2 separate regions of the Mus musculus genome follow, and region 1 is linked to region 2. Evidence: chromatin contacts called from public promoter capture Hi-C data. All regions are on one chromosome and are shown on one strand. The core of a region is the stretch at or near the end of the contact, and the rest is flanking DNA. Distances in the headings are between cores, read along the strand shown. Region 1 has its middle 21 kb from the start of Gm52797. Region 2 overlaps Rxfp2 (relaxin/insulin-like family peptide receptor 2).

Region 1 (4,787 bases), core at 1,008-3,507, 130 kb before region 2:
CCTTTTTGAAAGCAGGAAGTCTTTTTGGGAGACAACAAAAGTTGACCAAGACCAGATGGAAGACGGGGCAGAGGGGCCTGATAAGTGGGGTGCCCGGATACAGGCAGGAGGCTGGACCAGAGGAAGTTCCTCCATTCCCAGGGACTATGCACTTAAGGGATGTTGCCCTCAGAATTTAAAGTGGCTTCTAGATCCTCTTCCAGACCATGTGGGCAGCATCAGATGGCCATGCTACAGAAGCTGAAGTGGTGGGGTACGATACAGCTTCATGCCACCCTCTGAGGGGCCAGTGCATCCTGGGAGTGAGGGAGGCTTTGCTTGGCAGTGGGCAGCATGACGTGGTGACGCAGGACCACTTCTCTGTGGCCTTTCTGTATTTCGGCAAGAGACTCGAGCACATCTCTTAGAGCAGAGGCCATAGAGCATCAGGCCCAGCAGGATATGCCAGGGACGGTGTCAGTATGTCCTCTCCACACGGGTCCAGGGAAATCCACCCCCTTAGGCTGCGGTAGGCAGACAATGGGTCAAGGCAGTCTGACTTTGGTACTTTTTTCGAGGAAGTATATTATAGAAAACCTATGATTTCCCTATGGAGGGCAACAGTCTGTGGCTTTCTGAAGCAGGACACAAGAGCAATCTTGCAGACTTGCTAAGATCTTTGCTGTGAGAGAGGATGGAGACAGTGACATCTGAGCCATCTGCTAGTCTTGTTCCTTAACAGGCAGCATTCGTGTAAATCTAGGCTGACCTCAAACACGCTTATTCTGCCTATGGCTGCCTAATGGTAGCACAGGCACTCAAATTAGATGTCCTGTGTAGGGCTGTATGGTGAATAGCGGTAAATAATTTTATTCACAAATTGGGAGCCCCAGCTTCTTTCTCCTGGCCCCTGCCTAATTACTAACTTATTGGCATTTTATTTTGGTAGAAAGATTTTTGAAACACGGTGCCAATAGAGCTCAGACCCAGTGGTTAGGAAACGGTTAAAGAGAAAAATATAAAGTTCTTGAGCAACACACCCGGAAATATGTTTAAGGGTGGCACATAGGGGGAGATGACAGCAATGGGTTCATTTCTCAAAGCAAGTCTCTTCTGCCCCAAACTGGATCAAGATGTGATCAGGATGTGTTCTTGGTCATGGCCTGAGAGGCGAGGAAGAGGTCGTATCTCAGAATGGGCCATCCACGCTGGGCAGCCCTATCTCATCCTACGGTTGAATGTTCATGACATGGGAGTGCAGACCACTGACCTCCTGTGACCCCCTAGCACCCACCAATGAAATTTTAGATTACCTAATCCGACAGAGTTCCTCTGGTTCCCTATATGAAGGCCTGCCTATGCGCCTTTGTCTATGGCCGCCATTTTAGAGAATGGTTGATCTCCCTCCCCAGCATGTTGGATATTTCTGCAGAATAAACACTCTTTGATTTTGAATACTATCTGAGTCTGGGGTCTTCATTCATCAAGATTTTCAGACCCTTACAGAGACAGACAGAGGGATTTGACAGACAGAAGGACAGGGGAGTGGGCATTCCTGGCAGGATTAACAGCCTAGGAGAGCATTTCACACAGCGTTTTGAAGTCCGTGTGGTGTGTCAGTCTGTGTCATTCAAGAACAGCTGACATCAAGATGATCTTTCGGTGTGACTGTGGAGGGAAATGAGGCAGAGGTAGCCCTGCCATCTGCCGTCAAGGATCCGTGGAAGCTTCAACTCTGCCAACAGGAAACAGATTGAACAAGAATTCTGACAAAAGTGTGACACTCGCAACTCCTGAGCAGCAGAGGTCCTGGGAGGTTGAGGCGCAGACGTGTGGGGTGGGGGGTGGACAGATGGGCAGGACCGAGCAGGGATCTGCTCGAATTTAACAAACCCAGGAACCCATCGTTCTCAGCTCTGACTGTCAGCAAATGTGTACTCCAGAACATCCTTGATTCCCAACAGCTCTCGTCAGAGGCACCTCCTGCTTCTTGTCTGCAGATGGCAGACCTCACAAGTGGCACCATGGGAGACACAGTGCCAAGGAGCAAAAAAAAAAAAAAAAAAAAAAACCAAAACCCCCCAAAACTCTGCTTGCATGCCCCGTGTTGTATAAATGATGATAATACGCTGTTAAAACTGGCAAGTCTCGTCGAAGACAGTCAGCTCAAACACTGTGGGAATTGGGGAGAATTTGGCAGGAGGACTGAGCACAGGGAGGACGTGGAAGCCAGGGTTCTGTGGCCAAGAAAGCCGAGGACAAAGGCAAAAAGTCTGAGCTAGAGGGTGGTAAGAGGACTTGGACCTGAGCCTCGGCTCCTCTATTGGGTCTGTGAGCTCAGGCCATTCACGCTTCTCTGAGCCTTGGCCTCAGCAAGTAGAAGAGGAGACAGGGGCAGCACATCACTTGAGGGTGCTATGTGCTCCCCTCCCAAGGATGCTGAGAACAGCACCGGAGCAGCACAGCTAACCTCAGCCCTTGTACAGAGTGCGTTTCTGAGACTGGTCTCCGGAGCTGAGGTTTATGGGGTAGGGGTAAGGTTACAGCAGGAAAAGCCGTGAAGCCTCCTGGGTAGGAAAGGAGGAGCAGTTGTGTGTCCATCTCTCCCTCCCTTCCATTCTCACGCTCTGTTTAAACAAATGCCATGCTATGGATGGAATGAGAAGGGCCGAGTGTCCTCGAAGGACCTCCCGGCACCTCCCACGGTGTGAGCGAGGGGGAGGGGTGAGCGATGTCGAGGGCTTACTCTGCACAGACATGCAAGCCTTCAGTGGCCTTTCTATTCAGTGGCCTGCAGCTTGCCCACCTGTTCCCATCACACACAATTGTGCATGCTCACTCGGCTTACCAGTTTATCGTTGGGCCCACCCTTGTCCGTTTGTCTGGCATCCCCTTCAAACGTGTTCATTGTGACTGTCGAATAGGAATCCAAGTATTCACATCTGCTCCTCCCTCAAAGCTTCAGGCGTAGAAAAAGTGACATTTAAAAAAAAAATCTCCGAGTCTCTCACATTCAAGAACATGTTCTTGGAGCCTCTCAGCTAAGTCACAGTTTTGAAGAGTTGGGAGGTTCAACAAGGCAACCACCATAAGCGCTTCCCACCTGAAGACACCCTGAGTCTGCAAGGTAGGGGACTAGCAGTCTGTGAATCCAGCTTGAAGACACCCCGCATCAGTGAGGGAGGGACCAAGTGTGTGAATTCAGCCAACACAGATCAGCTATGTTTTGGAAGGGCTTTGGGATAGTGCAGTCTTTCTTTCTCTCCGTGTTCTCTCAAGCATAGGTCTGGACAATTATCAAAGCAAGTAGGAGTATTTCATCAGACTCTGGAAGCTTCTAGTTCAGTGGACTTTATTCCCCTCATGCACATGGGTGATGTGCATTCTTCACTTAATGGATCCTACCACGGGCTCTGACTTTACATGCATGACAGTGTGTGGAAACAAGACAGCCAAGCACATGAATTCATAACACACGGTACGAAGGTGCTTCGAGTGGAGGCTGATAACTACTACGTGACTCGGGGAAATCATTTAATTAATATTTCTGAGCCTCACTTTCTTGCAAAGATAACACTGTCTTTCCCCAGGAGGCTGTGCATTGGTGTGTGCACCCAGGATGTTAGTTATTAATTACTGTTATTCTAGCTATAAGAGGACGCCACTTTGACATGTCATCAGCGCACACAAAGCGGTGATGCAGCTCTCCTGATCTCCCTCAGCAGTCAGCCATGTTCCTGCCAAGCCAGACTACCACAGTGCTCTTCTGTCCTTGCCTCAAAGCAACATGACTTGGCTGAGGAGACCAGCACAGCTGGGTCTCAGTCCTACAACCAGCTAATGTATCGCTTACTAAAAGATCTTTGTCTCCTTTATATGATTTGGATTGTTTGTTTATTTGTTTGTTTTGAGACAGGGTTTCTGGAAAGCCAGAGTTCCTGGCTGTCCTGGAACTCACTCTGTAAACCAGGCTGGCCTCGAACTTAGAGATCTGCCTGCCTCTACCTCCCGAGTGCTGGGATTAAAGGTGTGAGCTACCACTGCACGGCTATAATTTGGATTTTAAACGTCAGCACAAAACCAATGTATTAGACAGCTGATATCCAGGGAGGTGATATTTGGAAATGGCAGAAGTTCTAAGAGGTGGGTACCAGTCACAGGTCTTCAGTCACTGGTTACATGGAACCCTGTTTCTGTCCTTAACTGCTCTCTGGCTTCCTGGGCCTGGAAAGAACAACACCTTTAGGAAGTTAGGAAGCCAGCCAATCACACCCCTACACTTGCATCAAAGTGAACTTTTTCTTTGTAAGTTGACTACCTCAAGATATTTGTTACTGTGACAGAAAAGTAACTAACATACTATGTAAGTGGACAGTGAACCACTCCACCCCCAGGAAACACTTCTAATGATCGGTCTCTATGCCCTACAGTACATATGGGATTTGCTCAGTAAATGTCTGTTGGGTGAGCAAAAAGAGGAATGATGGAGCCTGCCATCTCAGAGATGGGAGAATACTGGATAAGTCTGGCTGCTGAAACAGAATGCGTGAACAGAGAAGCGAGCACTGAGCATGGTGGACACTAGGCTGGGCAAGCGGTGTCTGAGTATGAAAGTGTGCATATGATCCACGAAGGCCAGAGAGCTCGACATATCCCCTAGGTGACGTAACAGGTGATTGTGAGCAATCCCATGGTGGGTGCTGTCAACCCAACTTGATTCCTCTGCACGAGCTGTATGTGCATCAACCTAACTTGAGTCCTCTGCAAGGGCAAGTTTTGCTTTTCACATGTATTATCTTACTAAATCT
Region 2 (4,654 bases), core at 705-3,204:
CTGAAGGTCAGAGCTTTCTAGGTTTTTGCATTTCTTTGAACAACAAATGGAAAGATTTACAGGAACTTGCAGGCATCATTAATATTTTAGCTTTTGACAAGGTGCTCTAAAATCTCTGTCACCTTACATTTCATATTGATTCATTAGAAAAATAGTATTCTATTATCCAAACATTAGAAAGGCTCCCCCCAGGGAAGAAAAGTCAGTCCTTCCAAAGGATTGTGTCTGCTTCCTGAGACTCTAGCTAGCAGCCATGATCAGGAGGGGCTGGTGGGAAGCTCCTCTTCCCTGACAGCAGGCCTTCGGAACACAGTGTTTGCAGTGTTGTGTGAGAAAACAGTCTGAAAATGTGACTGGAATTCTCAGCGGAGGTCAGGCCTCTCGTTTTAACTCAGGCAGATAGTCCCCTCGTTTGTCACTTGCCTACAACTTCCCTGACAAGAGGGCCTCCAGGGGTGGAACTCCTGGACCCTGGCTTCCAAATAACTATACGAACAGAAAGTAAAGACAATCGACTCGCTTTAAATCTGTAAAATTGTGGCTTGCTTCGTGATAGGTTTCCGAAGGCAACGATGCTTGCTAGTGCCTGTTCAATATTGTAGCGGACCACTAACCTAACAGAGGTAATCAAGAGGCCGAGACAGTGTAATGAATACCAGAAGAGGGGTTACAAGTGTTGCCGTCTATGGATGGTGACTGTAAACCGGAAAGTGCTGGAACAATAATGAGAGAAGCAAGATTTTCTCCACAGCCAGATGTAGCGAATCAGCAAACAATTAGAAAGTAAGATGACCAAACATGCTGCTGCTTCTCTTCTTCTTCTTCTTCTTCTTCTTCTTCTTCTTCTTCTTCTTCTTCTTCTTCTTCTTCTTCTTCTTCTTCTTCTTCTTCTTCTTCTTCTTCTTCTTTCTCCTTCTCCTTTCTCCTTTCTCCTTTCTCCTTTTCTCCTCTTTCTCCTTTCTTTCTCCTTTCTTTCTCCTTTCTTTCTCCTTTCTCCTTTCTTCTCCTTTCTCCTTTCTCCTTCTCCTTCTCTTCTCCTCCTCCTCCTTCTCTTCTCCTTTCTCCTCCTCCTCCTCCTCCTCCTCCTCCTCCTCCTCCTCCTCCTCCTTCTAACATCATCAACAGCTACGTACCTAGGGATAGACCTAAAGCACGTCCTACAAGATGTTTATGTGTATGCTATCCTTGAGAAAAACCAATGATGTAACTAAATAGTGGAAACAAGGAAAAAGCTTGAGGAACTAGAAGGTAAGGGCTGGAAGACAGGGAGGAGGGCTTAAAACACTCTGCAGGGCACGACTCAGACTTTGTAAACACAATTGTCCAGCAGCTGTGGTTGCCTGCACTGGGCATGCGCAAGACTGAACCTGTCAACAATCAATCATAGATTGGGGAGGAACCCCTGGGGGCCCCACCTCTCCCAGATAAACTGCTGGTTTCGGGTAGATTCTGGGACAGGTTATGGGTAGATTGTTTACAGTTATGTACCCAACGGGACCCACCAGGCTTCAGCAGATAGTTCCTGCCGTTCCAGGGCGGACCTGGGTTAAAACACTCCGCGAGATGAAAGACAATAGGCGTGGAAGTGAGATAGGGGGCCTTAGAGAGGAAGGAGGGCACTGGGTCCCTGGAACTGGAGTTACAGGTGCCTGTGAACCACCGTGTAGGTATTGGTAACTAAACCAAGATCCTCTGGAAGAGTAGCAAGCTCTTTAACCCGGGAACCTTCTCTCCAGCCCTCCTTAGGATTTTAAAAGCAGTGACACACAATTTGGGCTGGACATGAAGTCACGCAAGCCCTAATACACTCCTGGGAATGTTCAAGAGAACACCGGCTTTGGAAAACAGCAGCTCGCCATCTGCTGAGCTTGGAGCTTTGCAAAGTGTATGCATCATCAGGCTCTCTCTGAGTCTGCAGAAATGTGTGCAAAGTGCGCCCGAAGACACCCCCACACCCCCGCACCCCCCGCTCTCCACCCCCATCCCTGCTGCCAGAACATTCTCAAAAGCACCACTCACCACAGTCCCAAACTGGGAACGACCTAAATGTCTGTGAAAGGGAAGAAGTGCAAAAGATAGCGTGGGGATCCCTCAGCGGCATACTACACAGTCTGGAAAAGTGCCAAAGTGATTTCTGATGTGTTTATAAAAGAGAAAGAGAAAAGGACATGTTCTATGGAGGTGTGGCAAAGTGTGGGGGAAGGGGTGTCTCAGCGGGCCCATGCTGAGGCATCCCTTCCCCCTGAGGGACCAGTTACACGACAGTATAGTATAGAATAGAGTTTATTCAGGGTATGGAGATGTGAGTTAAGAGGGTAGTAGAGGCAGAGAAAGGCAGAGAGAGAGACAGAGAGAGAGAGAGAGAGAGAGAGAGAGAGAGAGAGAGAGAGAGAGAGAGAGAGAGAGTATAGAGAAGTAGAGGCTGACCATGAGCACATGGAGAGAGGGGGAAAGGAATGGGGAGGTGGGGTAAGGGGACAGGGAGCAAGATGGGAAGAGCCCAAAAGAACAAGAGAGTGAGGAGGGGGAAAGTAGCCCCTTTTATAGCTGGCCAGGCCTACCTGGCTATTGCCAGGTAACTGTGGGGCAGAGCAAACCTGGCTGTTGCCAGGTAACTGTGGGGTGGCCCAGCTTCCTTTACTTTCTCTGTCTATCTTGTCTCTTTTCAGGAAAACATTCCCAGAAGGAAAGGTACCGAGATTTTTTTTTTAATATTTATTTTATTTATATGAATACAGTGTAACTGTCTTCAGATACACCAGAAGAGGGCTTCAGATCCCATTACAGATGGTTGTGAGCCACCATGTGGATGCTGGGAATTGAACTCAAGACCTCTGGAAGAGCAATCAGTGGTCTTAACCACTGAGCCATCTCTCCAGCCCCATACTGGGATTTTTTTTTATGCACTGTTCTTTGCATTGGAAATACATGTTGTTTCCCTTTTCCACTCCCTTTTTATTTCACATTCATTTCTGAAGCCATTTCTGGGGAAATCTCCCCGAGCCTTCCCGAGACCGGCACTCCAGATTATGAGCCCCCCTCACAAACCACCACCTCCAAAGTCCTTTCTTGGCAATCCTTGCAGTGTTCGATTCTAGTTGATTTTGGTTTTTGTCACACAGTGTGACAAGTCTTGCCTGACGGAAAGAAATTATTCATTTCGACTGTTCCTGTGGCAAGGAAAGTTCTCGATTTCTAGCACGTGACATGTATCTCAGAAGTCGTCATCGACGCATGAAATATTCAGGAATAGGCAGGGCTGTTTCTGTGAGCGAGCAACCCATACACACAGTTTACACAATCAAGGAGGCAGACCGACCCCGGCGTCAGTGAACCCGGTGGAAGGGTGCCTAATCCTTCCCGGTGGATGGCTTTAGCTTTCCCTGAGCTCCCCAAGACACGCCCCCCTCTGATCTTCCCATCTTCACAGTTTTAAGTCAAGTCTGTGCCATCTTACCTCAGGCAAAAATCGCTCATTTACATCCCTGGAAGAGAACCAAGCTTCCACGTTTTAAAGTATCTCCCTCACTTACATAAAAGGGAGTTGGGTATAGAAATACGTACAGGGTTAGGTACGTCCTACGTCCGTTGAAACGGACTGACTCAGAGGAACTGTGAATGGGAGGTCGGGACTGCAGTTCAGCGGTATAGTGGACAGAGCCCTGGGTGCAGACCAAGGCAGTGCTTTCCCCCTTAAATGAGAGTTGGAGATACAAGCAGTGGCTAAGCAGACGGTCTCTACCTAAGACACAAAGACGTTAGCCGGGCGTGGTGGCGCACACCTTTAATCCCAGCACTCGGGAGGCAGAGTCAAGAGGGTTTCTGAGTTCAAGGCCAGCCTGGTCTACAAAGTGAGCTCCATGACAGCCAGGGCTATACAGAGAAACCCTGTCTCGAGAAAAACAAACAAACAAACAAAACCAAACCAAAACAAAACAAAACAAAAAAAGACACAAAGATGTAGATGAGGAATGAGAGAGACAAGGAGACTCAGATAACAAAGCTACCTTTTGCTAGACATCTGTTTTGACATGATTAATTTCTCCTATAGGATTGGAATGACAATTACCATTAAGGCTGTCAGGCAGGTAAACTTGCATATTCAAAGTTTTGAATTACTACCCATTAAGAGGCTGTATATTGTTAGTGTGGGGTTAGTAATTCCTTTGCCAAATATTTGTCTCCATCACCTCCAAAATTAAAATAATAAAATGATTTACAAATAGAATTAACATGATAAATGATCCAGGTCAGTTCAATCCAGATATACACAGATTGTATAACAAAAATTACCATAGTCTTTTTTTTTTTTTTAATGACTTGGGGATGAAGCGCCAGTTCAGTAGTTAAGGGAATTGGCTGCTTTTCCAGAGGACCTGGGTTCAGTTGCCAGCACTCTCTTATTGGGACACAACCACCTGTAACCCCAAGATCTGGATCTAGCGCCATCTTCTGGCCTCTGTAGGAACTGCATGCATGTGGTATCTTCTGACTTTTGGAAAGGACCCCACTCTACTGTGGGCAAATCTCACATATGCTTCTATATGAAACACTTTTCCTAGAAGCAAAGCCTGCTGTGGTGTTTTCACTTGTACTTTCAGAGTCAGGTTCAATAGTAGCTTGAGGCAGCTGAGTGCAGCTGCTCTGAGCGAGC

Evidence for each region. Promoter capture Hi-C pulls out the DNA fragments that hold promoters and counts their contacts.
Region 1: a promoter capture Hi-C map of hippocampal neurons shows a contact between it and region 2, with 2.9 times the contacts expected there. The contact joins two enhancer-like sites. A contact is called at or near these places in 3 of 39 promoter capture datasets (embryonic stem cells, hippocampal neurons and stem cell-derived epiblast-like cells) and 4 of 484 Hi-C or Micro-C datasets (Sertoli cells, embryonic stem cells and muscle stem cells).

Annotation. Positions count from the first base shown.
Region 1 is chr5:150,150,126-150,154,912 of GRCm38.p6, reverse strand. It overlaps a transcript of Fry not described here. Among named protein-coding and RNA genes, the nearest start is that of Gm52797, 21 kb to the right of the region's middle. Within about 2 kb of position 2,257, at least 59 of the 459 cell types and tissues checked have an H3K27ac peak or open chromatin away from gene starts, as enhancers often do. A contact at or near this core is called in hippocampal neurons and muscle stem cells, where this site is marked.
Region 2 is chr5:150,024,176-150,028,829 of GRCm38.p6, reverse strand. The region is part of intron 1 of Rxfp2 (relaxin/insulin-like family peptide receptor 2); the gene reads right to left. Among named protein-coding and RNA genes, the nearest start is that of Rxfp2, 7.8 kb to the right of the region's middle. Within about 2 kb of position 1,954, at least 18 of the 459 cell types and tissues checked have an H3K27ac peak or open chromatin away from gene starts, as enhancers often do. A contact at or near this core is called in hippocampal neurons and muscle stem cells, where this site is marked.